4 separate regions of the Sus scrofa genome follow, and regions 1, 2 and 4 are each linked to region 3. Evidence: chromatin contacts called from public Hi-C, HiChIP or PLAC-seq and promoter capture Hi-C data. All regions are on one chromosome and are shown on one strand. The core of a region is the stretch at or near the end of the contact, and the rest is flanking DNA. Distances in the headings are between cores, read along the strand shown.

Region 1 (6,011 bases), core at 937-3,436, 150 kb before region 3:
TTTGAGATGGGGGGGCCCCAGGAAATTAATCAGCATTCACTGAGCACTCACCATGCATCAGGCACTATGAGCCACAAACGGCTACCCAGGGGCATGACCCGTGCAGTCTCACGGGGCCCCAAGCCTAGCAAGGCCCTGGGCTTGTTTAAGGCTCTGCTGTTACCCTCTTGGTCATTTTGAACAAGGGACTCCACATTTTCCTTCTGCCCTTTATGTAGCCAATCCCAGTACTAACCGCTTTTCGAGGTGTTATCCTGCTAGTCTTCACCGAAACCCCTGGAGACAGGTTGTTATCCCAGCCTGCACAGTTCAGGAAACGGAAGCCGCAGAGGTGGGTAACTAACTCAAGAAGGGGTGGAGCCAGCACCTGAACACGTGGGGTCTGACCCTAAACCCCCCCCACTCCTGTTCCAAGGCTCCATCTCCCTCAGGTCCCCGCTCCTCGCGCACGGCAGCACTCAGAAGCACACCGGCCCCGCCTAAGCGGATGGATGAGTGGATCCAGGTGTGCGGCACGTTTGGTGAAACTCAGCTAAGAGAAGTGTTCACGAAATGGCTAAAGCATGGATGTCAGCTCGGGTTCGGTGGTCTTTTCAAAGTGTAGGCTCGTGGGTCTAAGGTGGACCTGAAGCTCCATCCTCCCCAACACTGCCGAGTGTCTGGACCACCAAATTTCTACTATCACTGGATCCTCGGTGGGGTCCTTGAGCAAACTGACCAGCCTCTCTGGGCCTGTTGCCTCATATGTGAAAGAGGATCACAGCTGCTCCTGAAACCATGCTGCTCTGCTCCTAAAGCCAGAAGGAACAGTAGGTACTCGTTACAAGAGACCTCAGCTGGGCCTTGGATGTAACATAAAGATGCAAACGACGCCAGCTTTACCCTTAAGCAACGCACAGACATGCAAGGAAAAAAAACTTAACCTAAACAGCTATGGGCCAAGTAAACCATGCTATGATGAAGAGCAGAATACTGAAGGCACACTTCGCATCCCTTAAAAAAAAAGGAAAAAACATAGATAAGTCGATAACAAGGGACTACCCAGCAACTAGCCTGGCAGTTCCAAGGGCCCTGAGCCGCAATTCCGCAATGACCAGTCCATTCGCCACACCTGTCGGTTTTCCAGAGCAAATCTAAAATTCTTCCACTTCCCACCTCCGCGGACTCCACCCAACTTCAGTAATGCCGTCGACAAATATCTGAGCATCTATCATGTGCACGAGGTGTCAGAAAGAGGCTGTGAGCAAGATAAACACCCTCATGGAGCCCATACCCTCGCTGGGAAACAAAACGCCAGAAAAGCCCTGACCACACCTACAATAGTAGCTCCTCTAGAAGAGCTGGTTATAAACTTGACCCTCTGGTGAGACGACCCCGCCAAGGAACACGCCCCTCCTTGCCCGCACCAGTCTCTACACAGCAGGGACCCCTTCAACACGGGAGACATCGTGACCCCACTGCAAACCCAGTAAGACTCAAGTTCACGAGACACAAAAAATGTGAACTACACGAGGGCAGTGTTCATTAAGTTATGAACAGACAAAAAAAGAAAAGAAGCCTCTGCCGTGATGGAGCTTACATGTCAGCAGGGGGAAATGAGAAAACACACAAAAGTTTTCAAATTCAGTAAGTCAGGTGGAAAGGGGGAGGGACTGGAGGGGAAACGGCGGGGAAGAGGGACAGGAGATGGGGGCCGGGCTTCGGAGGGAAGGCGTCCCGGGGCCGCCAGCACCGCCTTCCCGTCCCCGCGACCCTCGCCCTCCTGACTCTGAGAAGCCGCGTCCCTCCACCCGCGCCTGGTGCCTCAGCTCTCGGCTCAAAGTGCCTTCTCCGGGGAGAGCCCGGCCAAGCCCGCGCCTCCCGCGAGGGTTCCCGCGTCTGCACCTGTTCGCTGGGCGCCCCGCACGTGAGCGCCACGAGGGCACCGCGGCCACGCCTCCGTCCGCGCACACGCGGCGCCAGCCCGGAGCCTGCGCCCTTCGGGCCGGCGCCCACCCTCCGCGCCGAACACGCCCCGGAAGAGCTGCGTCGGGCCGGGGAGGCGGGGAGCGAGCCGCGCGGAGCCCGGGCGCCGGAAGCGCAGGTTCCCGCGGGCCCAGAGGCAGCCGCGCCCGCGGAGGCCGCCGGGAAGCGCGGCGGGAGCGAGCGCGGCCGGCCGCTCGGGGCCAGTGCGCGTGCGCGGCCTCCTCCCGCGCTGGGAACATGGCCGCGCGGTGCCTGTGGGCGGCCCGAGGGCGGGTGCGGCCCCTCCTGGCGGCGAGGGCCGCGTCCGACGGCAGGTAAGCGAGGCGGGCGGGCGGTGGAGGACGCGCGGCGATGCCGGACGAGCGGGCCGGAGGGGCGGTCGTGGGCCCGCCGAGCCCCTTGGCCGCCACGACCTGGCGCTCCCACCCGGCTTGCAGGGCGGGCCACGGCGGACGGCGGCCGCGCCTCCCGGGGCGGAGGGAGGGAGCCAGGTCGCGCCCTCGGGGTGGGAGCTCCTCGGCGAGACCGGGAGGGGCCGCCCGCGCCTCCGCCCCGGCTCAGGGGTCTGCGGGTGGAGAGGGGCTCTCTCTGCGCCGAGTGACCTTGACGGCCGGTCGTTATCAGCGTGACCCCGACGGCCGGCGGCTGCCCGTTCCTCGCCTCACCTGTCGCTAAAGGAAGGACTCGGTCCTTCCGAACGGCCCTTCCACCCGCCCCCGGGAGCCTGCAGGCCCGCCTGCTGCCTCCATCCGCGGTGGCCGCGGGTCTTTGGGTCATTTATCGTGCTGGTCGCGGAACTCTGGTGGCTCTTTCTGTTCTCCCGTTTCCTTGGGGAAACAGGTTTGGAAGAGCCGAGCAACGTCTGCAAACCTAAATGCTCGGGAAGGGGTGGAAGCCGCCCTGGAAATCAGTCAGGGCCCTAGAATGGTCCTTTGAGTGACCGGTGTTAGTTACTCCGGGACAGTTCCCCGTTGACAGTTTCTTTATGGGAAAGAAGAAAAGTTGCCAAGGGGGGGGATAAGGTAGGAGCTCTGAAGAGTGGATGAAACTGCGGTGAAACCTGGGAATTCTGCATAACTGTCTGTCGCCTTTTATCTGAACACTCTTGATCCAGCACCCCGCTCAAGCACCTGGGTGAGAGCTTGAATTCTAGGTGAGAGGCTGTCGAACTTTTTTTTTTTTTTTTTGGTCTTTTTGCTATTTCTTGGGCCGCTCCCGCGGCATATGGAGGTTCCCAGGCTAGGGGTCGAATCGGAGCTGTAGCCACTGGCCTACGCCAGAGCCACAGCAACGGGGGCTCCGAGCCGTGTCTGCAACCTACACCACAGCTCATGGAGACGCTGGATCCTTAACCCACTGAGCAAGGGCAGGGACCGAACCCGCAACGTCATGGTTCCTCCTCGGATTCGTTAACCACTGCACCACAATGGGAACTCCCGAAGATTTTTTTTGAAGTCTTTTTTTGCAGTTTGTGGTGTAGGGAAGTAATCAGAAGAAAAATGGCTCCTCCTGATAAAATTCTACCCCCACGCCTCCTGAAACAGTAGGAATTGAAGGAATCTGCTACAATTCCACCCCCCCCCCTTTTTTTTAAAGGCTGCACCTGCAGCATATGGAGGTTCCTGGCTAGGGCTTGTCCACTCGGAGCTGCAGCTGCCGGCCTGTGCCACAGCTTGAGGCAACGTAGGATCCTTTAACCCACTGAGCCAGGTCAGGGGTCCGACTTGCATCCTCATGATATTAATTGGGTTCCTGACCGGCAGAGCCACAGTGGGACCTGCACAACTCCCGTCTTTTTCAGGACGTGGACTTGGCCATCTTCTCTTTGAACTGGCCCTGGGGACATTTTGATCTACTTTCAGTTGGATAAAAGCAATCTGTTAGGAGTTTAGGGGGAAAGATTTCACCCCGTGTGATGTGCCCCAGATCTGTGGTGACCACGTTTTCTGAACTAAAAATGTGTAACCGTGTGTGATGACACCAGATCTAACAGCCGCACTCGGGACTGGAAGGGAAAAGTCGTCCTGCCCACAGCCTCTGTTAGTCCCGCTTCCTTTTCTGGACGCAGACTCCTTTAACCCCTTTCCGCCTTCGCCTCTATTTCACTGCAGTGACCACTCTTCAGCATGTGCCAGTTTATATAAATAAACTATTTGTTTTAAAAAACCTTTTGCACTCACAGATTTCCTTGATGGTTTTACCTCAAACCAAATTAAGAAGATCCAGGAGGTATAATGAAAACATCCCCAGAGTTCCCGCTGTGGCGCAGTGGAAATGAACCTGACGGGCATCCATGAGGATGCGGGTTTGACCCCTGGCCTTGCTCAGTGGGTTAAGGATCGGGCATTGCCGTGAGCTATGGTGTAGGTTCCAGATGTGGCTCGGATCCCTCGTTACTGTGGCTCTGGTGTAGGCCGGAGGCTACAGCTGTGATTAGACCCCTAGCCTGAGACCTCCATATGCCTCGCATGCAGCCACTCAACAAAAAGAAACACAGACAGAAAATGTCCTTGAACAAGAGGTGAGAACTGCTACAGTCCAAGGTCAACCAGCCAGCCCCTACTCTGAATTTTTTATGTAAACTGAACTGTGTGCCAAACATTCTAGCTGTACACAATCTTAGATTACAAACGTAATTGAATACAAAGATCTGTTTTATTCACCTGTTTACATGTCACAGTCCACAACTTACAGTAAACGTTTTTGAAGTTTTAATTGACTCGATTCTCCACATAGGCGAGTTCCCAACTCATCTTCTCTTAGCGCACGTTCTCTTGCATAAAAGCCTTGTACGCAAGAGCTTGTGATCAAATAGGTGTTAGAATTATAGGCCTCATTTCAAGTCGAGGTGCCTTTACCGGGCGTAACTGTCCCCATCAATAAAGCGAAGGACCGAACCTGAATTGTACGGCCTTGTGCTTCTAGCTCCCGCGAGTGCCCTGCTGGCTCTAGGTGTTACAATTTGATCTCCTCTTGCTGACTTTTACGTTCCTGCTTCCGGCTGCTGCTACTGCCTGATGCTCAGTGTCCCAGTTCAGAGACACTGAGCAAGTCGTAAGCCTCTCTGAGCTTCGGTTTTCTTGCTTCGAAAATAGGGGTGAGGGAGTTCCTGTTGTGGCACAGTGGTTAACGAATCCGACTAGGAACCATGAGGTTGCGGGTTTGATCCCTGCCCTTGCTCAGTGGGTTGACGATCCGGCGTTGCCGTGAGCTGTGGTGTAGGCTGCAGACTCGGCTCGGATCCCGAGTTGCTGTGGCTCTGGCGTAGGCCGGTGGCTACGGCTCCGATTCGACCCCTAGCCTGGGAACCTCCATATGCCGTGGGAGCGGCCCAAGAAATGGCAAAAAGACAAAAAAAAAAAGAAAGAAAGAAAATAGGGGTGAGAATACCGTTTCTCTCGCATGCCGTGCGTTGAAAAGGTGATTTAAGTAAAACTCTGACAGCCGCGGCAGCGAGCAGGTACACGTGAGTCTTCCTGCTGTTCCCGAAACTGAAGGCGCTTCGTCCAGAGGGTCCATCTGGGGAGCCTTTCCGTCTCGGACCTCGGCTGCCGTTTGGCCGCTCGGGATGGCCTTTCTCCATGAGGTGCCACCCCCTCCCGCTCCAGGGCACGGCCGCTGCCTTTCAGCACCGCCACCCAGAGGACGGCCGGCGAGGACTGCGGCTCTGAGGACCCGCCGCTGCGCACAGAGCGAGCCTTGAAGCTGAGAGCCGTTAAACTCGAGAAGGAAGTCCAGGACTTGACCGTGAGTAGACTGCGCGTCACCTGCGTTCCTGTCGTCTCGCTGGTTTCAACATCCCTGTAAGGGTTTTCAGTCGGCTGTTTAAACTGAGTTTCCTCTTGCTGGCTCTGGGGTCGGCAGGGTGGTCTGGTGCAGGTGCACACACACCGCTGACTGCACACGCGCGTCTCTCGTCACTTCCCTGCTGTGGCCCAGCCCTTCGCTGATGCTGTGGTAGCTTCGAAGGCAGCAGTGCCTGGCATGAGGGAGACACTCAGCAAACCTTTGTGGCACGAATGCGGTCGTGGATGCTAGTATCTGCC
Region 2 (6,223 bases), core at 3,030-5,529, 160 kb after region 3:
ACAAAGCAGGTGATTTTTAGTTCCTCTTGGCTGGGGTCCCTGCCTCCGAGGCAGAGGTGGAAAACGGGTGTGTGTCTGACTCCCCGGCCTGGGTCAGACAGGGAGTCACCGTGCAGTGGGTGGCTGGCAGGAAACTGCAGTGAGGACAAGGCCCGAGTCCTGTCTCCCTCACCCAGTCAACAAAAACTCGCTAAGGATCTGTGCGGAGTAGGAGGCGGGCGGGGCCGCAGCTGTGGATCCAGGCATCCCATCACTAGTAGGTGCTCATTAAACAGCCAGCGAAGTGGGTAGTTTCTGGCAGCAGAGGCATGCAGGGGAGCCTACTAAATGCAGATTCCTTGGCCCACTGTAGACCTATGGACCTCTAGCGGCTACTGATGGGGCCCACGGGACCCTCCTCCCCTCCGGAGTTGGAGAGGCGCAGCTGCAGACTCTGACTAGAGCGTGTTCTCCCATCATCAGAGGGGAGAGGATGCTGACGGTTTTACTGCTGAGCATTTGTAAGCAGTGACTCAAAGTGTCCCAGCCCCCTGGGCTCCCGTTGCTGTAGCCATTTCCACGGAGCCCGGAGGGTTCTGGGCTTTGCCCAGAGTGTGTGCACAGCAAACTTTCACGAACCCAGGGAGAGGCAAGGCCCGTAAAAAGGCAAGGTAGGTAGGAGTTGAGCCACATGAGGTTCGGGTTTGGCGTGCCTGTTGCCCTTCGCTTGAAAGTCATAAAATGGGAAAGGTGCCACCGTTCCCACTGCCTGGAAGGGGTTGCGGCTGTGACGCGTTCCCTTCCAGGCTCTGGGGCTTCGACCCTGCCCAGGGCTCCTTCAGGTCTCAGCTCTGTCTCCACCTGCTTGGTCTTGGCCGAATCACTTTAACCCCTTTAAGCTTTAGTTTCCTCCGTCATCAAATGGACATCACACAGCGGCTGCTCGGGGTCGCTGAGGACAATCTGAGGTGACAGAAACGCAGGTGTCTGGGGCACGCGCATACAGAAAAGCTGTGCCATTTGCACCGATCCCTGTAGACTACCCTTGTAGCTGGATTGGAGGGTTCGGGAGGGGATGGTTCAGCCTGGCTCTTTCGTTTTTACAGGTCAGGACACGGCATCAGAGTGGGTAAGCTAATTGCACAAGATCATCTAGCCCGTTAGGCTTCTTGAGGGCTTTTATGGACCAGAGAAGGTGATGAGGCCGAGACTCTGTGGGCGGCCTGTGATAAAGGAATTCCTGCGATAACTGCTTTTGTATAAGAAGCTGGGGAGCTCAGATGAGGAGCCTTCTCACCGAGCTTCTTACCAGCCAGATGCCCATTCTGAGGACACAGAGATTAGTGAGAAAGACCTGAAGTTGGGCAGTTTGTGGCTTTTCTATCAACACCAGAGTTTTAAAGACAAAAGCCTTTTGGAGCTCCCGTCTCAGCAGGCAGAAGTGAATGCGACTGGGACCATGAGGTTGTGGGTTCGATCCCTGGCCTCGCTCCGTGGGTTAAGGATCTGTTGTTGTCGTGAGCTGTGGTGTTGGTCGCAGACGCGGCTCGGATCTGGCGTTGCTGTGGCTGTGGTGGAGGCCGGCGACTGTAGCTCTGATTCGACCCCTAGCTGGGGAACCTCCATATGCCATGGGAGTGGCCCTGAAAAAGCAAAAAGATAAAAAAGACAAAAGCCTTTGGATGAGGGCATGGAGCCCTTCCCCGGGAGGCTCTGTCCAGTACTGTAGCTCTGCCAGGCCCAGGCTGGAGATGGCCGGCCTTGGGGACCCTCCAAGAATGGCCCCTGGGCTGTAAGGGAGCATAACGCCAGTCGGAGGCCGGGTTGGATCTGGTAGGGCCAGTTCTGGAAACAGAGACCCACGGGGCTCAGACCCTCATGTCTACAGGCAGCAGCAGCAAGGCGCGGCCTTAGGAGAGCTTAGGTCCTTGGTGCTGGTGGTGACGAGGCTGGCGGTGAGGATGAGACTCAGGACTTCTCTGCGCCAAGCAGTTGGTTTCACAGGCATTGCTTCCTGCAGTCCCCTCTCAAGACCCCTGCGTGGAGGAAACAGCCGCAGAGAGGCCCGAGGGCACGAAGCCTGCGAGCATCCGTCAGAGTTCAAGGTGGTCGGCAGCCTCGAAGCCCTGGAAGAAAGTGAAGGGACATTGGCCTTGGCCCATGTTGTATTCAGGGGACATATATTTGATCCCTGTTTTTACAGATGGGGAGCCAGGGGACCAGAAAGGCCCGCCTTTTCCTGATGGAGTCAGGTACACACCTGACGGGTACCGCCTCCTCCATCACCCAGGCATCCCTGTGGTGTGAGTGATCTGCCATCCGCATCTGTGTAGATGAGCAAACGAGGCCTGAGCCTACGTGAGGATACACCTTGCAGGTGTTCGCAGCCGGGCCGTCTGGCTGCAGCGCCCGGGCTCTTACCTCCCTGGGTTGCCCAATATTGGAATGGATGTGCTAGACTGGCCAGAACCCAGGGCTGCCGACTCCCAGGTCATTGCTCCGAGGCTATGTGGAGGTGCTCCCTTGGGATGCCTTGTTCCTTTAAGGCACCCTCGTCTGAAGCCCAAAGACTGAAATTACACCCTGCCGGTTCTGGGAACCTCAGGCTGGAGAAGAAGGAAGCTCTCGATGGGGTGTTCAAGTCTGAGCAGGTGTTCTCTCGGGACGCTCCCTGCTTCCTCCTCTGGCTGGGAGGGAGCCCAGGCAGGGCAGGCAGGGTGGGGCAGCCCTGTGTGTGCAGGAGGCAGGAGGGCCCAATAAAACAGGCCGAAATCTTCCCGCCTTCCTGCCTTTACCCAGGCGGTGCCCTCATCTCCTGCCTGGCAAACAGCGAGGCATAACAATGAGAGTTCAAGGTTGGCGTCAGGAGGTCTGAGTTCTGGTCCTGGCTCTGGCACTCACTCCTGGTACAGTGTTGACCCTGGGCCGTTTCCTTATCTATACTGTGTGTGGTGGTGGTAACAGCAGGTAGATCAAAATCCTCTGGAATTTTTAGTTAACACCTTCTTTATTAAGCACCTACTATGTGCCAGGCACTGGAGACACAGCATGCGCAAAAGCAGGTTCAGGCCTTGCTTTCATGGGTCTTCGAGTGTAGTAGGAAGTTTAGTAGTGAAGATTAAATCTTTGCTGACACTAATGTAAAATGCCACCGTTACCAATGTTTTAAAGGCCTGCAGATCTGGAGTTCCCGCTGGGGTGCAACAGAATCAGAGGTGTCTCTGTAGTGTCAGGATGCGGGATCGAACCCAGTGGGTGAAGGGGTCCAGCGTTGCCGCAGGTCACGACTGAGGCTTAGATCTGATCCCTGGCCTGGGAACTCCATATGCTGGGGTAGCCAAAGGAAAAAAAAAAAAAAAAAAGAAGGAATTATTAGAAATTAGGAAAGGAAAAAAAAAAAAAAAAAAAAAGGCCTGCAGGTGTAAGGGAGCCCGGTGGGAGTAGGGGAGAGGCAATGGCCGACAGTCTGCGGGGCAGTGGGGAAGGACGCAGGGCAGATGTGGGCTACCACTCAGGGTGTGGAGGCCGCTTGTGAGATGGTTCAACCAGGGAGGAGGCCAGTGGGCCTGGGGAAGCAGGCAGTTTGGCTGCTTCAAGGCATTGTGGGCCATGGTTAGAGAAGTCAGTGAAGTTTTGGGGGTGTTTTTGAGGGGGAAGGGGAGGACTAGGGAATGAGAGGAGCCTTGAGAGCCAGAGATGGTTACATTTAGAATATTGGTCAGCGTATCTCCCATGGAAAGAGTTTTCAAAAGCCACCACCTCCGAGGAGCCTTCCCTGATTTCTCCGCCTTGGCCCTAGGGTGTTCCTCCCTTTCTGGCCGGCAGCCCTGCTGGGCAAACTCAAGCCTCCGGGGCCGTCAGACCGGGGCTTTGCCTGTCTGCCCTGCAATCTGCAACACACCGAGGCTGCAAAGTCCTCTGCCTTCTCGGGCCTCAGTTTTCCCAGCCGAGCAGAAGCAGGTTGGCTCCGGACCCGCCCAGCGCTAACGCAACGTGATTCGCTCCGGCCGGAGCGCTGGGCCGCCCGCATTGCTGCGCAGGCGGCAGGCCGCCGGCTGGGGCACAGCCGCCCGGCTGCCGGCGCCTTCCTCCCGGGCCGGGGCCCGCGGGAGCGGATCGCGGCGCCGGCCGCGGCGCAGCGCCGCGCCGGGGCGGGGAGGGGGGGCGAGACCCCCGCGGGCGCCCTCCGCGCGCGGCCCCGCCCCCGCCGCCAGCGGCCCTGCGGCAGCCGCGGCCTGGCTCCGCCCCCTCCCGCCGGCCGCGCTCGCTCCGCCCGCCTCCCTCGGCCGCTCGCGCCCGCCCCCCCACCCCCGCGGCCGGCTCGGCGCTGACTCCGCCGCACGCTGCAGCCGCGGCTGGAAGATGGCGGGGAACGACTGCGGCGCGCTCCTGGACGAAGAGCTCTCCTCCTTCTTCCTCAACTATCTCGCCGACGCGCAGGTACGGCCGGCGGGGCCGCGGGCCCGAGGCCAGCGGGGCTGAGCCGCGGGGGCTGCTGCCGCAGCCGCAGAGGCCGGCGGCAGCGGTGGGCGCACTGGGGGGCCGGGGCTCCGGGGTGCAGAAGCCCTGTTCGGCGCACCCCGCGATGCGCTTCGTGAGGGTCACGGGGAGCTGGGGGGCCGCCGAGCAGGCGGGAGCCTTGGGGGCGCCACGGCTGCTGGGGAGGGTCTAGCCTTGGTTGCTGGGCGTCCGGCCCCCCCCCGCCCCGGCCGTGCTGGAGGAGGGGGGGGTGTTTGCACGCTTCTTTGGGAGGTGGAGCCGCGCCAAGGTGTGCGGGACCCTCAGGCTGGCTCTGGGTGCGGGAGGCGCGCCCTCAGGCTCTCGGCACTTGCCGCCGTACTTTCACGTGGACTTGTGGCCCGGGCACAGGCGCCTGCCCCGGTCCCCGGAGTCCCCTGACCCCCCTCCCCAGTCTCCGATACCCCGCGTTCTGCTGCTGCCCCCCCGAGGCTCCCCAAAGCGGCCGCAGCGCGGAGTTTCCTGCCAGTTGCCCGCTGAGGGCGTAGGGGGTCTGTGGGGCACGTGGACGTGCGGGCGGGGATAGCACCTTCCTGCTTTCGCTACTCGGCGGAGCCTCCGGGGGCCAGAGCGCGGCGGGATGGGGGCGGAGGACGGTGTGGGGGCGCCTGGGTCCCCCTGCAGCGCGCGGCCCCGGTGCGCGCTCGGCGGTGCGGGGGGGAAGGGAAGGCGAGGCGGCGTCCCGGGCTCCGGCTGCGCCTGGGAGCCCCACCGGCGACACGCGCGTGACAGGAGAGGGTGCTTTGGTGTGCCGGGAGGGGGGAGCGAGGAAGCCGGGGACGTGGAGACGCGGGCGGGGGGGTGCTGCTGCCCCCCGCGGCACCGAACATGCCTGCGCGGGGCGTGCGCGCCCCCCGCCCCTTCCCCGCTGTCCCCCACCCCTGCCTGTTGCGAGCTTAAAGTTTGGCCCCATAGTTAGGGCTTTCCGCGCGGGCGCCCCGCTGCGGGCAGCCGGGCGGCGGGGGACGCGGCGGAGCCGAGCGGGAGACCCCGGATGCGGGCGCACGCCCGAGCGCCGAGAGGGGCCGCCGGGCGCAACCGGGCGCGGCTCGCGAGGGCCGGTTTGGTACCTGGGGCCGGAGCGCCGGTGCCGGCTTGCTTTGCATAACACTGGGAGGGAGGGGGAGGCGGGGGGCGGGCGAGTGGGAGGGGAGAGCGGGAGGGAGAAACTTTGCTTCTTGTTAGAATCCGCCTGTCTTTGGGCGGCAGCAGCTGTCATGGGACCCGGTGGGCGGGGAGAGGCTTGCGCGCTGACTCCGGGCGGCGAGACGCGCTCCGAGGGGATGCCGCAGCCGAGACGTTCCGCTCTGGGCGGACGCCGGCGGGCGAGTCCCCGCTGGCTGATGGGACGGCGCGGCACGGCGGGCTGTCGCCGGGAGGAAGCCCGCCACGCGCGGGAGGAGGCCAGCCCGTGCCCGCTGCGGACGTCCATGCGTCAGGGAGCCGCGGGGCCTCGTGGTCGGTGGCGGCGCGCTCGGGTGGGTTCCGGGCAGGGGCCGAGGGCGCCGGGGGCGTGTGATCGCGCTCGGCCAGGCCGGCGGGAGAGGGCGATGCGCGGTCCGCGCGCGCGAGGCTGTGTTTGTGTGCACACGCGGCGCGCGCCGGGCGCGTACCTTTACCTCTGACGAAACTGCGGTGGAGCTCCCGCGGCGGGCACCGGGGCCGTGGCTCGCCCCGCGGCCGTGTCAGCGCCCAAGGCGGTGCCCAGCCCCGGCACCGCCCCGCC
Region 3 (5,768 bases), core at 3,099-5,598:
CTTATTCTTGTTCTTTATACTCAGGAGATGCTACTCTTTGCATAACAATGGGTCCCTGAGTAAGGTGCCTACATATAAAGACTTGATAAAGCAGGTATGCTATATAGGCCTGGTAATTTTCATCCCTTTAGGAAATCACATAGTCTCTTTAAGAAAATCAGGGTAGGGGAACTGATGGGTGGGTGGATATTAGTGAGGCACATCTGAGTGGCATCTCACTACTAAAATAACAAACTCAGCAAAATCTACAATTTTTTATTTTTGCTTTTTAGGGCCACACCCTCGGCATACGGAGGTTCCCGGGCTAGGGGTTGAATCAGAGCTACAGCTGTGGGCCTACACCACAGCCACACGGGACTGAGCTGCATCTGCACAGCTCACAGCAACGTCAGATCCTTAATCTACTGAGCAAGGCCAGGGTTCGAACCCTCATCCTCATAGATACTAGTCGGATTGTTTCCACTGCACACTGTAACTCGAACTCCAAAATCTTCAAGTTTTAAATTAGTGTTAACATTTCTAAAACAACTGGCACAACACAGTCTGCCTTAGTTATTCCAGCTAAACCAAACAATTTAATTCCGTATTTACCAAGTAAATATGAAGTGTATACTGTATACAGTTGATGTGGAAATGGAGGGGAACAAACTGAGCAGAAGACAGCGGTACCCAAAATAAAACTTGAGTCTTTATCTTTCCCACTTCAGGGAAAAACAGCTCTCTCCTATGTTCCTTTAAAACCAATGATGCACTTTTGTTTTCCCTGTACGCAGACAACACCACTCTTAAAACCAATCACCCTTCCCCCACCCTCACCCAAGCACTACATTTTCCCTTCCCAGAATCTTCCCAGAAGCCACACCTACTCCTGAATGCCCTCCTCAACCAGTTCCCCAAGCTCTCTTCCTTAGAGCCAGATCCTGAAAGCCCATCTCCTCTCCCAGAAAGCCCTAACTTGAAAGTCAGGTTAATCTCTTTAGCTCCACCCAGTTCACAACTAGCAAACTCTCTCGGCACTCAGCATCTTAGAATTTTGCTTACAAGCCAGTTTCACTTATTTATGTGCTTATTCAGTATATCAACTACTGCCCTTGTTGATCTGCATCAGTACTGTCCTAAATAAAAGCTACCAAATAAAAGTGCATGCACTTAACTTGGGTTTAGCACTGAAAATGCCACCAAATGCTTAATGCTTCTTGAAAATGATTTCAAATAAACTAAATTCAACCTGACTTGTGAAAATTTTAAAACCCAACATAGATGAATCTCAAAAACCTTATGCGAAGTTAGGTATATATATTTATATATATTTACATGTGAGGAAAAATGAGTATTGGGGGCTGAGGTGGAAGGGATGGAAATAAATGCAAGGGGAAAGGGGTTTAAAAATTTAAGGTCAATGAAAATAACATTTTTTATTTTGTGAAGAAAAAAGCTAGACATTCTAATCAAGATTTTCATTCTTGACAATAACAAATGTGTTTTCCCACACAGCAGAGTTTTGTTGTTTTTCTTTTAAGGGATGAGAACCATTAAGAAAATCTCAAATCTGGATCATCTCAGGTTTCACCTTAAAATTTACGTCCTAAGATAAACCCGGAATTTTCTTCCAAATAATTTACTTTAGCATTTCCCACCAATAGAACATTGTATCATTCCATTTCTTCATTAAAAATGTCTATTATCACTGAAAATTTTTTAAAGATAGTGTCATTCGGGTTGTTTCCACATCAGAATTTTTGTATATATTCCAATCCTTAATTCAAGGTTTGAGAAATTAAAGCAAGGATAGGAAAAGAGGCTACAATAAATACCATTCCGGTTAATTCACAACAACCTCTGATATATTTTTGCAAATGTTATTTTTGAGGAATTGTTGGAAAAGGGCTAGGTCCAAACTATTCTATTCTTGGAAAAGGCTCTTTAATCTCAAGAGTCCAACTAGTCTACAACCCATTAAACTTAACCGTTTAAAAGAAGCCAATGTCTTCCTTTATCCCGATTACTCTTTGCCTTCACCAATATCCCATCTCCAAAAACCCACAAATTCCCAGCTATGAGGAGTTGCTGACCACCTAACTCAACAGGTTAGTTACTTAGCAAACTGCATGATTAAGTTTTCTTTTAATACAACGGAGTCCATTTCAACACAGCGCTGCTCCAGCTGCCCTTGCCATGAGCCACCAAACTTAGGACACGACTAAAGGCAGCAAACACTTCCCTTCTCCGGAGGGCTCCGCGCCCCTCAAAGGACCCTGCAGGGGCCCGTGGAGGGACTGGATTTCACCTCGCATCTGCGGCGGCGATCGCAAGCCCGCCGCCGTCACGCCAGCCCCCTCCGTGAACCCCACCACTGCCTGCAGCCCGATCCCGGCTTTTCAAAGGCTTGAGCCGCTCAGGGCTGCCGCCGGGGCGTCGAGGAAGCCTCAGGCGTGAACCCGGCAGAGGCGAGGGCAGGGGCGTGCGGTTGAGTCACGTCGCTCCGCCATTTTCTAAGCGGAGCAGGAAGACATGTTGGAACAAAACACAACAAAAGAGCAGCCATTTCCCAGGCCGGCTCCGCCAGCCCGAGCCGGCGGGCCCCGCCGCCCGCAGCCTCAGGCCCTCGCCGGGCAATCCCAGCAGCCTCGGAGGAGCCGACCGGGAGACGGCAGCAGGCACCCCTTCCGCGTCGGGATCAAAGATGGGCCGCGCACTTTCAAAACCGCGGCCAGACGGACGGACGCTAAGCGGAGCAGGGTGCGCAAACCGAAACGCGGCCTAAGTTGGCAAAGGACGATCTGCTCGGGGACTGGGGTGACTTACGGTCCACGGAGACCCCGGCCACTCAGACCTCAAGAGCCGGATCCAGCTGGTCCCGTCCCCGCCGCTCCCACATCCCCCTTTCGGGTACCTCCCCGGGAGGAGCGCCGTCTGCCCACGGACTCTTACCGTATGTGGGGGATGCCGACCCCACCTTGAAGAATCTTATAGAGTTTGCTCTCGTACAGCAACTGGGGATGCCTGGCCTTCTGAGATTCTAGCTTCACTGCCACTTCCTGCGGGGGAGAGGGAATGATGCCATCAACATCCTTACGGACTCAATGTCACTCGGAAAGGACGGGGCGACGTGAGCAAAGCCCCAACTCTCCCGGCAGTAGAGCCAGGAGGAGAAAGCTCTCTTTGTAATTACAAAACGAGGCATCCAGCCTCAAAGGCCTCTTCAGGGGGCAGTGACGAAAGCGGCACGTCCTCTAAAGTGCAGGAAAATGATTCATCCAGAAAACGTAAAGAGAGGTCCTGAAGAAGCCAGGCGATCGGAAGCTGCGCTAATTGGAACAAGAACCCCAGGAGAATTCAATAGGGAGAGAGCGAAGCATAGGGATTCTGCCGTTCTCACCTTAGAGGATGGGTTTAAAAGTCCGAGTAAGGTGGGAAACTCCACAGTACCCCAACGTCTGCCTCGCTTCTTTCCCTTTTAGGGAAGGACAGCGGTGGAGGTTCCCAGGCCGGGAGAGCCGGCTCCCTCTGGACTTCCCGGGGCGCGCGCGCGGGGGGCAAAGGCCCGAGCCGCTGGGGGGGGGGGGCAGGCGCGGTCGGGAACCCCACCCCGGGGGATTACCTCGCCGTTGGTGATGTTGATCGCCAGGTAAATGTCCCCGAAGGAGCCAGAGCCGATCTTCCGCACCAGTTTGTACTTCCCTCCGACAATGAACTCGGCCTTGGAGCCGCTGCTGCTCGCCATCCTGGGAGAAGATGGAGGCTGGGGCCAAGCCCCGACACCTCTAGGGGACGACGGAGGCCTCTAGCGCTCGTCCGCGGAGCGCGGCAGGAACCGGGGGGCGCTGGCTCCTTCTCGGCGCTACAGGCCCGGAACCGGCCAGGCGGACCCGGATCTCCGCGGCTGTCAGGCTTCCTCCGGCCAGGCCGCAGGCTGCCGAGGCGGTGCTCGCGGTTGCCGGGCCGGGCCACTTGTTCCTGGCGGCCGCCGCTGCCTCGCTCTCGCGGCGACGTCGCCGGCTGGAAAAGGGGCGCGGTGAGTTAGGGCGGCGATCCCGCTGCCCCCGCTGCCGCCAGCTCCCGCCCGGAGGGACCCCTGTCACTCCGCCGACGCCGCCATCTTGTTGCTCCGGCTCCAGCCAACACAAAATGCCCCCAGTCCCCGGGAGCCGCTTCTTCACGGCGCGGAGCACGCTGGGAAAGGGATCGCGGGCGCCAGCCCCGAGGGTCGACGGCGAGAGGGAGGGCGGAACCGGATCCGTGAGAGTCGCGGCCCACGCTCCGAGCGTCCCCCGTCACCGCCCAAGCGCGCAGGCGCACTGCCGCGCCGCGGACTGCGCAGGCGTGCCGCGCCCGCCCCGCGCCCCGCCCCGCGCCCGCTTCCACTTCCGGTCGCCCGCTGCTCCTCCGCGGCTGCCTGTTAGTCACCTCAGACCCGCCTGCTCGGTGAGGGGCCGCGCGGCCCAGGCCTCGAGACGTGTTAGGGAGGAGTCACTGCAGTGCTCGTGGGAGGGGATGCGTCAGGCCTCCCGGGGAGTTGGGTACCGACCTTTGCTCTTGGTCGGAGGCGGTTTTCACCCTTTCGCTCTTTGCGGGGCTCCGGCCGATCTCCGCTGTGGCGGAGCTGTCGCCTCCGGTGGAGAGCGGGAGACGAGCAGCCGCGCTCGGGGCTCCCGCGGCGCAGCCCGGCGGCTCTGGCCGCCCAGGGTTTCGGAGGGCTGGAGGCCCGCTCTCCCCTCCCGGGAAGAGGGGCGCAGGCGCCAGCCCTGCTGCTCTGGGGCTTCGGGTTGCTTCCCGCTGACGCTGTTTGATCCCGGAGGAAAACCCCAATATCCAAGTCATGGGTAGTGGCACGTACGTGGTCGATAGAAAGTAAGATCTGCAGCCGGGGGAAAACGAAAGTTATCCCCCTCCCAAATGCCTTGAAACACCCTATCCTGGTCGTGTGGGAAAATGAGCTGTTGACCCCAGAAACACAGGATAAAAATGACCATTAGACCATAAGATTGGCAGCGTTTAAAACTCTACACAGTAAAAACTTTTACTGAAATTGGACAGGAGTTCCCGTGGTGGCGCAGCCGAAACGAATCCGAGTAGGAACTATGAGGTTATGAGGTTGCGAGTTTGATCCCTGGCCTCGCTCAGTGGGTTAAGGATCCGGCGTGGCTGTGGTGCAGGCCGGCAGCTACAGCTCCGATCGACCCCTAGCCTGCGAACCTCCACATGCAACAGGTCCGGCCCTAAAACAAACAAAAACATTGAACAGAGTCACCTCTTGACCACATTTTGGGTTACAAAATTTGACCTCAGACGGTTGGGCTTAGTGGTGATGATCCCAGGAGAAATGTCCATGTTGCTGTCATCTGCAGTCTGAGTCAAACGCTGACGAATGAGTGAATCAAAGCCTCAGTTGTGAAAGTGCAAAAGCGGCATTATTTTACTATCCCAAGTAAAAGAATGTCATTAAAACAGGAAAAAAATGTACCTCAACTGCAACTTTGAAAGCTGATCAAGTAGTTAGTAATGGAGTTCATCCTGAAAGATATCTTGACTAGGATTTCTCCATGTTACTTTATTTCTGGCTTAAATATTTGTATTCATAAAGCTTTAACCTAAATGTCTTGAATTTGAGAACAGAGGGAAAGAGACTTCTAAGGTTTAAGGTGAAGTTTTGAGGTGCTAACAAAACCCAGGCCCCCTGACCCCCAAAAGGACAGTCTTCACTGGTGACTCCAAAGTGTGTCCGACCTAGTTAAAACTCTCTGCCGTTCGATTTTCTTTTGTTAAAA
Region 4 (5,630 bases), core at 2,176-4,675, 180 kb before region 3:
GGTGTGCGTGTGCGGGCGCCTGCTGCGGGGCAGCTGAGAGCGTGTTGCCGCCGGAGGGAGAGGAGCAAGCCCCCAGCGAGGAGCCATCCTGGGCTGAGCGGGCGGCTAGAACGTTCGGGGCGTTTTTGAAGCAGAGGCGCATGGGGATGAGCAGTGGTGCCCGTCCACCGTGGCCCCTGGGACCCGAGCGCCGTGGGCACTGAGCCGGCGCCCAGTGCTCGCAGCCGTTCTTGGCATTTGCCTCCCCGCCCGACACAGGCCGGGCCGTTCCCGCCCCACAGCCAGCACCGCCGCAGCCTCTGGTTCGCGGCTCACAGGAGACGCTGTCGGCGCCCGCGGCCCCTGCCAGCCTCAGGACCCGGGGGGCTCACGGCCCCCTTCTCCCCCGCCGCCCCGGGACTGTGCTCACGGCAGACGCCCCCGGGCCTGCTCTGGTCGCGCCGGCGGAAAGCTCTAGGGGCCGCAGAGCCCCGCAGGGACAGCTTTTAAGAGGACAGGTGTCATGCTGGCCTTGTCCTGAGTCCGCGGCACCGCTTGGCTCCTTAAAGGGAGACGGCTGTGCACCGCACGGCGGAGAGAAACGCGACGGGCTTTGGCCACAGGATCTCACTTGGGCCGGCTTGTCTGCCTCCCAGCAGCACCCCAACAGGGGTGTGTGAATTCAAGTGAGCAGCCGTGGGGAGATTAGAGCGTTTTCCCGCATTCCCATCGCGGATGGCTGGTGGCAGAGGCCACATTTCTCCAGGGTCCATTTGTCTGCACTGCTCTACTCTGCATTTGTCTACACTGCATTTGTCTACTCGGTCCATTTTTGTCTATGCTGCATTTGTCTACTCAGTCCATTTTTGTCTATGCTGCGTTTGCCTACTCTGTCCATTTGTCTATGCTGCGTTTGCCTACTCTGCCCATTTGTCTACACTGCGTTTGTCTACTCTGCCCATTTGTCTACACTGCGTTTGTCTACTCTGCCCATTTGTCTACACTGCGTTTGTCTACTCTGTCCATTTGTCTACACTGCGTTTGTCTACTCTGCCCATTTGTCTACACTGCATTTGTCTACTCTGTCCATCTGTCTACACTGCGTTTGTCTACTCTGTCCATTTGTCTACTCTGTCCATTTTTGTCTACACTGCATTTGTCCTCTGTCCATTTGTCTACTCTGTCCATTTTTGTCTACACTGCATTTGTCCTCTGTCCATTTTTCTACACCGTCCATTTGTCTGCACTGCGTGTGTCTACTCTGCATCTGTCTACACTGCACCACTCCCATGGTACCTGGTGGGATGAATGCCTGGATAGATGGGCAAAGGAATGGTGCGTCCACAGCTGGCGTAACGAGTGAAAATAAGCCTGGCTGACAGTGAAGTTGCTGCCACGGTGTGTGTGTGTGTCGTTACCACCCTCCCCATCCAGGCGAGGACTGCCGTGGACGCCTCTCTCATCACCACTCGTGTTTAGTGGTCACCAAGTGATCCTTGCAATTTTCGCCAAGGTGAAGAGGCCAACGCACCTGCTGGCCTCCACGGTCAGGGTGCTCGGTTCACCCCTGTCAGTCTCTCTTGCACTGGGGGACACTCCGAGTGCCTCTTTCGCTTCCCATCTTCTCTGCCCATCCCCGCCGAGCTGCTGGGGGGAGCTTCCAAAACCAGCGCGTGAGCTGCACTTCAATCCCTCCCAGCTCCCATCAGCCACCAAATAGGGTCCAAACTCCGAGGAGGTTCATCGCAGTCCGTTATAATCAAGTGCCTTGCTCCCCGAATACACTGGGACCGGAGGACACGACCCCCTTAGGCCACTGCCGTCTTCCTCATGCCACCTGGCATCGGGCACGCGAGTCTGTAACACACCTGGGGGCCAATCCTCGTGGGCAGGGACGGGGGAGACGGGCCAGCACAGGGGCCCATCTGAGCGCGCCCGCTGATGACGGCTGTCTGTGTCCCTCCCCAGAGGCCGTCCCAAGAGAAGCAGACCTCAGACTCCGACAGCCTGGGCCTGGGAGACAGCTGTTCCACCCTTGGCCGTGAACATGGTAGGAGCCTCTGGGGCCTCAGACGGGAGAATGCCAGAGCTGGGGGTGGGGGGGCCACTGCCACAAGCGCACAGGGCAGAGCAGGTCCTGACCGCTCTGGACACCTGGCTATGGGACCTGGTCTGTGCTCGCCTGGAGCTGTGGGCCAGGCCCTGTGTGCAGGCTGAGGGGCTGCCGGGAAGGCTAGCGGGCTGGTGGGGCTCCCCCGCCTCCCCTAACCCGCTGCCATGGCCACAGGCAAAGGGAAGAAGAACAGCCTGTCGGAGCTGAAGGGGTCAGTGAGCAAGGCTGCCGGCCGCAAGATCACCCGCATCATCAGCTTTTCCAAGAAGAAGGCGCTGGCCGAAGCCCTGCAGGCGTCCGCTGCCGAGGAGGAAGTCCCGTGCTGTGGTGGGTACCGTGCACGCGGGGAGGCAACGCAGATCCTGCTGCTGAGGGCTCCCCGGGCAGAGCGCGGACGCCTCCTCCCGGATGGCTGGCATCCACCCTGAGTGAGCCAGGCCCGCCCTCGCTTCTCCGTGGGCCCCTGGCGCCTGACAGAAGGAAAGGCCAGCTGAGCTCCTCTGTCTACGCAGTCGGGGAGCTGAGCTCCAAAAGCCCCTGGCCTTGGTTTCCTCTGTGGGGACAGAAGGAGACGCTCTGACCTTCGCATGTATAATCCACCAAGTGTTTCAGTTCGGGCCCAGTCTTATACGGATAATTCTTGGGTAAAAATACGTAAGCACTTTTATTATAAATGCACTCAAAAGAAAAGGGCGTGGGGTGGTTCCCATGGGGGCGCAGCAGAAACGAATCCGACTAGGAACCACGGGGATGTGGGTTCAATCCCTGGCCTCGCTCAGTGGGTGAAGGATCTGATGCTGCTGTGAGCTGCGGTGTAGATCGCAGATGCACGGCTGTGGCTGTGGTGTAGGCCGGCAGCTGCAGCTCCACCTGAACCCCTAGCCTGGCAACTTCCATGTGCCGCCAGGACGGCCCTAGACAGCAAAATAAATAAATAAACAAATAGATGCATTCAGTATGAATTAAAAATGGTTTGGAAAGAAAAACATAAATGTAGCGCTCCAGGTACTGGGATCCAACAGGAAATTTTATTTTTTAGATACGCAGTACTAGTCTAATAACCCAGAAGGAGTATTAGAAAAGCATATGGCTATCAAGAAACATTTTCAGGTGGATCGGGACACGTTACGATGACAAGGAAACTAACATCTAAAACATCGAGGGGGGATTCTAACTCCTCAGCCATCAGCCTCGCCCTGGCTGCTTGCATAATTTATCGTGGCTTTTGGTTCCCACGTGCTGCCACCAGAGGTCAGCATCAGCCACTACTTTGTGTCCTCAGGGATAGCGGGGCATCTCAGGAGCAAAGGCAGCAGCAAGAGCTGTGGTTTCAGCTTTCCATACAGTAGCTGCGCCCTCCTCGGCCCGCCCGCTGCTGCCTGAGGGCCGTGCAGGGGTGATGCTCAACCCCCGCGGCACAGGCAGGAAACGGAAACTCAGACAGCGGACAGGTGCCTGAGGCCGCGGGCCAGCGGGCCTTCCTTGCAGCTGGGGGCCCTCGGTGCCCGGGAGCACCCCAAGCGCCGGGAGTCACCCTGCTGGTGCCCCCCGCAGGTCACCTGAACGTGCTGGTGAACCACGGCTGGAAGGAACGCTGGTGCCGCCTCAAGGGCAGCACCCTGTATTTCCACAAGGACCGGACGGACCTGCGGACCCACGTGAACGCCATTGCCCTGCGCGGCTGCGAGGTGGCCCCGGGCTTCGGGCCCAGACACCCGTTTGCCTTCAGGATCCTGCGCGACCGGCAGGAGGTCGCCATCCTGGAGGTGAGAGGCCAACGGCGGGGCCTTGGTGGCAGAGGCGGACGGGGGCTTGGGCCCGGGCTCGGGCTTTGGTCCAGGGGCCTGGCTCCTGAGGCTGTGGGGGCCAAGGTCGGAGGGGAAGCAAGTCAGCCGATGCTGCCAAGTGATCAGCAGAGGCGCCCGTTAAACTACGCAGCCCCTGCTCAAGTCTGAATGTCCGACAGACAGCAGGTAATTCTTCTTCTGTAAGTAAGGACATCCCACACTGGGGACCTGCCTCTACCAACACACGCGTGCGTCGCTGACCTGAAATGCAGATCTAACAGGGAATTGGGCATTTTTATTTGCTACATCTGGCAACCCGAGGCCCAAGCTTGGCTCCTTCTCCCCTGTAAATATAATCCCACCCCGGAAAGGCATCTAGCCTGATCTAACCCCGATCGGATTCTGGAACCCTCTCTACAACACTCTGCACCAGTAACTCTCCACCTCGGATGACCCACGGCCCTGCCAGGTAGCTGCTCCTCCCACCAAGCAACTCCATTTTCACAGAGATTTTCTCTACACGGAGTTGAAATCCTCAAGCTCCAGCAAAGCAGCAACCACACCGGATCTGCATATTTTTGTTTTTCCGGAACCAGCCTTATGTCGAGCACATACCAGGGGCTCAGTCCTATTTGCTGAACAAATGGCTGAATGAAAATGTGATTTCATTTCGCCCACGCCTGGTCACATCTACCCACTGGCACCAGCCCTCCTCCCTGGGGTCACGCGGAGTACACAGAAACTCTTTTCACACGCCAATCCTTCACTTATTTAGAATGTAAATTTTTTTTTTTTTTTTTTTTTTTTTTTGCTTTTTATGGCCACACCCGCGGCATATGGAGGTTTGCAGGCTGGGGGTCCAATTGGAGCTATAACTGCCAGCCTACACCACAGCCACAACAACGCAGGATCTGAGCCGCATCTGCGACCTACACCACAGCTCACGGTACCACCAGATCCTTAACTGAGGGAGGGCCAGGATCGAACCCGCAACCTCATGGTTCCTCGTCGGATTTGTTTCCGCTGCGCCACGACGGGGACTCCACGGGAGGAAGACTTTAAGCAACTAGTCCCCCCATTACAGAGAGGACCTGAGGCCAGTGCAGCCCAGGCTCCATCCAAAGCTCCACAGAGGGCGGTGCCTCTTGGTCTCTTCCTGGAACTAAACCAGGCTCCTCAGTCCTGCTCTCTGTGTCCAGTACCCACTGCCCCTCTCCATCCTTAAATTTCAGGAACTATTGACTCTCGAAGTCCCTTGTATCTTTAATAGTTTGAGGTGGGTCTCCTGTTTCTTCAGTTATACACAGAGCTTTCTGTCAAAAAGTGAGCTTTTTTTTCTTGTCTTTTTAGGGCCGCACCTGCAGCATATGGAGGTTCCCAGGCTAGGAGTCAAATCTGAACTGCAGCTGCCGGCCTACACCACAGCTCACGGCACCACCAGATTCTTAACTCACTGAGGGAGGTCAGGGATCGAACCCGCAACCTCATGGTTCCTAGTGAGATTTGTTTCCGTTGCACCATGATGGGAACTCTCAAAAAAAGTGTGCTTTTTAAATTCAAGTTTAGTATCTGTGTGCTAACGATTTTATAACAATGCTCTTCAAATGAGAACATAAGTACATATTTACTTGACCAGCAACTTCCCGGAGATTCTACTGTACACAGTTCTGCGTATCATTGGCAATTTTAACACAAGAAAAAATTTGAATGGGTTGTGATAAGGAACCTCCTCATTTAATAAAAAGTAAACG

What was found. Promoter capture Hi-C pulls out the DNA fragments that hold promoters and counts their contacts. Hi-C and Micro-C count contacts between places; a contact is called where the count stands out from the background. HiChIP or PLAC-seq counts read pairs in DNA pulled down with a chosen protein or histone mark.
Region 1: a contact with region 3 is called in a promoter capture Hi-C map of fetal liver, with 2.1 times the contacts expected there. The contact joins the promoter of GRPEL2 here to the promoter of ARHGEF37 in region 3. A contact is called at or near these places in 3 of 5 promoter capture datasets (fetal liver, fetal skeletal muscle and liver), 5 of 47 Hi-C or Micro-C datasets (differentiating spermatogonia, embryonic fibroblasts, heart right ventricle and 1 more) and 2 of 2 datasets of contacts at active chromatin or transcription factors (alveolar macrophages and skeletal muscle).
Region 2: an H3K27ac HiChIP or PLAC-seq map of alveolar macrophages shows a contact between it and region 3, with 2.0 times the contacts expected there. The contact joins the promoter of PPARGC1B here to the promoter of ARHGEF37 in region 3. A contact is called at or near these places in 2 of 2 datasets of contacts at active chromatin or transcription factors (alveolar macrophages and skeletal muscle).
Region 4: a contact with region 3 is called in a Hi-C map of embryonic fibroblasts, with 1.6 times the contacts expected there. The contact joins the enhancer-like site here to the promoter of ARHGEF37 in region 3. A contact is called at or near these places in 19 of 47 Hi-C or Micro-C datasets (alveolar macrophages, embryonic fibroblasts, fetal heart ventricle and 10 more) and 2 of 2 datasets of contacts at active chromatin or transcription factors (alveolar macrophages and skeletal muscle).

The regions. Positions count from the first base shown.
Region 1 is chr2:150,509,010-150,515,020 of Sscrofa11.1, forward strand. GRPEL2 (GrpE like 2, mitochondrial) reads left to right here and starts at 2,187. Exons shown (of 4, transcript NM_001244870.1): 1 at 2,187-2,279; 2 at 5,574-5,712. The coding sequence starts at 2,203. IL17B (interleukin-17B) reads right to left here. Exons shown (of 14, transcript XR_002342005.1): 14 at 4,602-6,011. LOC106509605 (a long non-coding RNA gene) reads right to left here and starts at 317. Exons shown (of 4, transcript XR_002342012.1): 1 at 236-317.
Region 2 is chr2:150,819,059-150,825,281 of Sscrofa11.1, forward strand. PPARGC1B (peroxisome proliferator-activated receptor gamma coactivator 1-beta) reads left to right here and starts at 4,280. Exons shown (of 11, transcript XR_002342022.1): 1 at 4,280-4,419.
Region 3 is chr2:150,658,122-150,663,889 of Sscrofa11.1, forward strand. It overlaps ARHGEF37 (rho guanine nucleotide exchange factor 37), which reads left to right and starts at 4,349. Exons shown (of 13, transcript XM_003124090.6): 1 at 4,349-4,425. CSNK1A1 (casein kinase I) reads right to left here and starts at 4,310. Exons shown (of 10, transcript XM_003124088.3): 1 at 3,602-4,310; 2 at 2,932-3,038. The coding sequence starts at 3,724.
Region 4 is chr2:150,482,851-150,488,480 of Sscrofa11.1, forward strand. AFAP1L1 (actin filament associated protein 1 like 1) reads left to right here. Exons shown (of 21, transcript NM_001244817.1): 11 at 1,948-2,029; 12 at 2,267-2,419; 13 at 3,647-3,858. The region is part of intron 2 of LOC106509605 (a long non-coding RNA gene); the gene reads right to left. Among named protein-coding and RNA genes, the nearest start is that of GRPEL2, 26 kb to the right of the region's middle. Within about 2 kb of position 3,426, at least 5 of the 83 cell types and tissues checked have an H3K27ac peak or open chromatin away from gene starts, as enhancers often do. A contact at or near this core is called in embryonic fibroblasts, where this site is marked.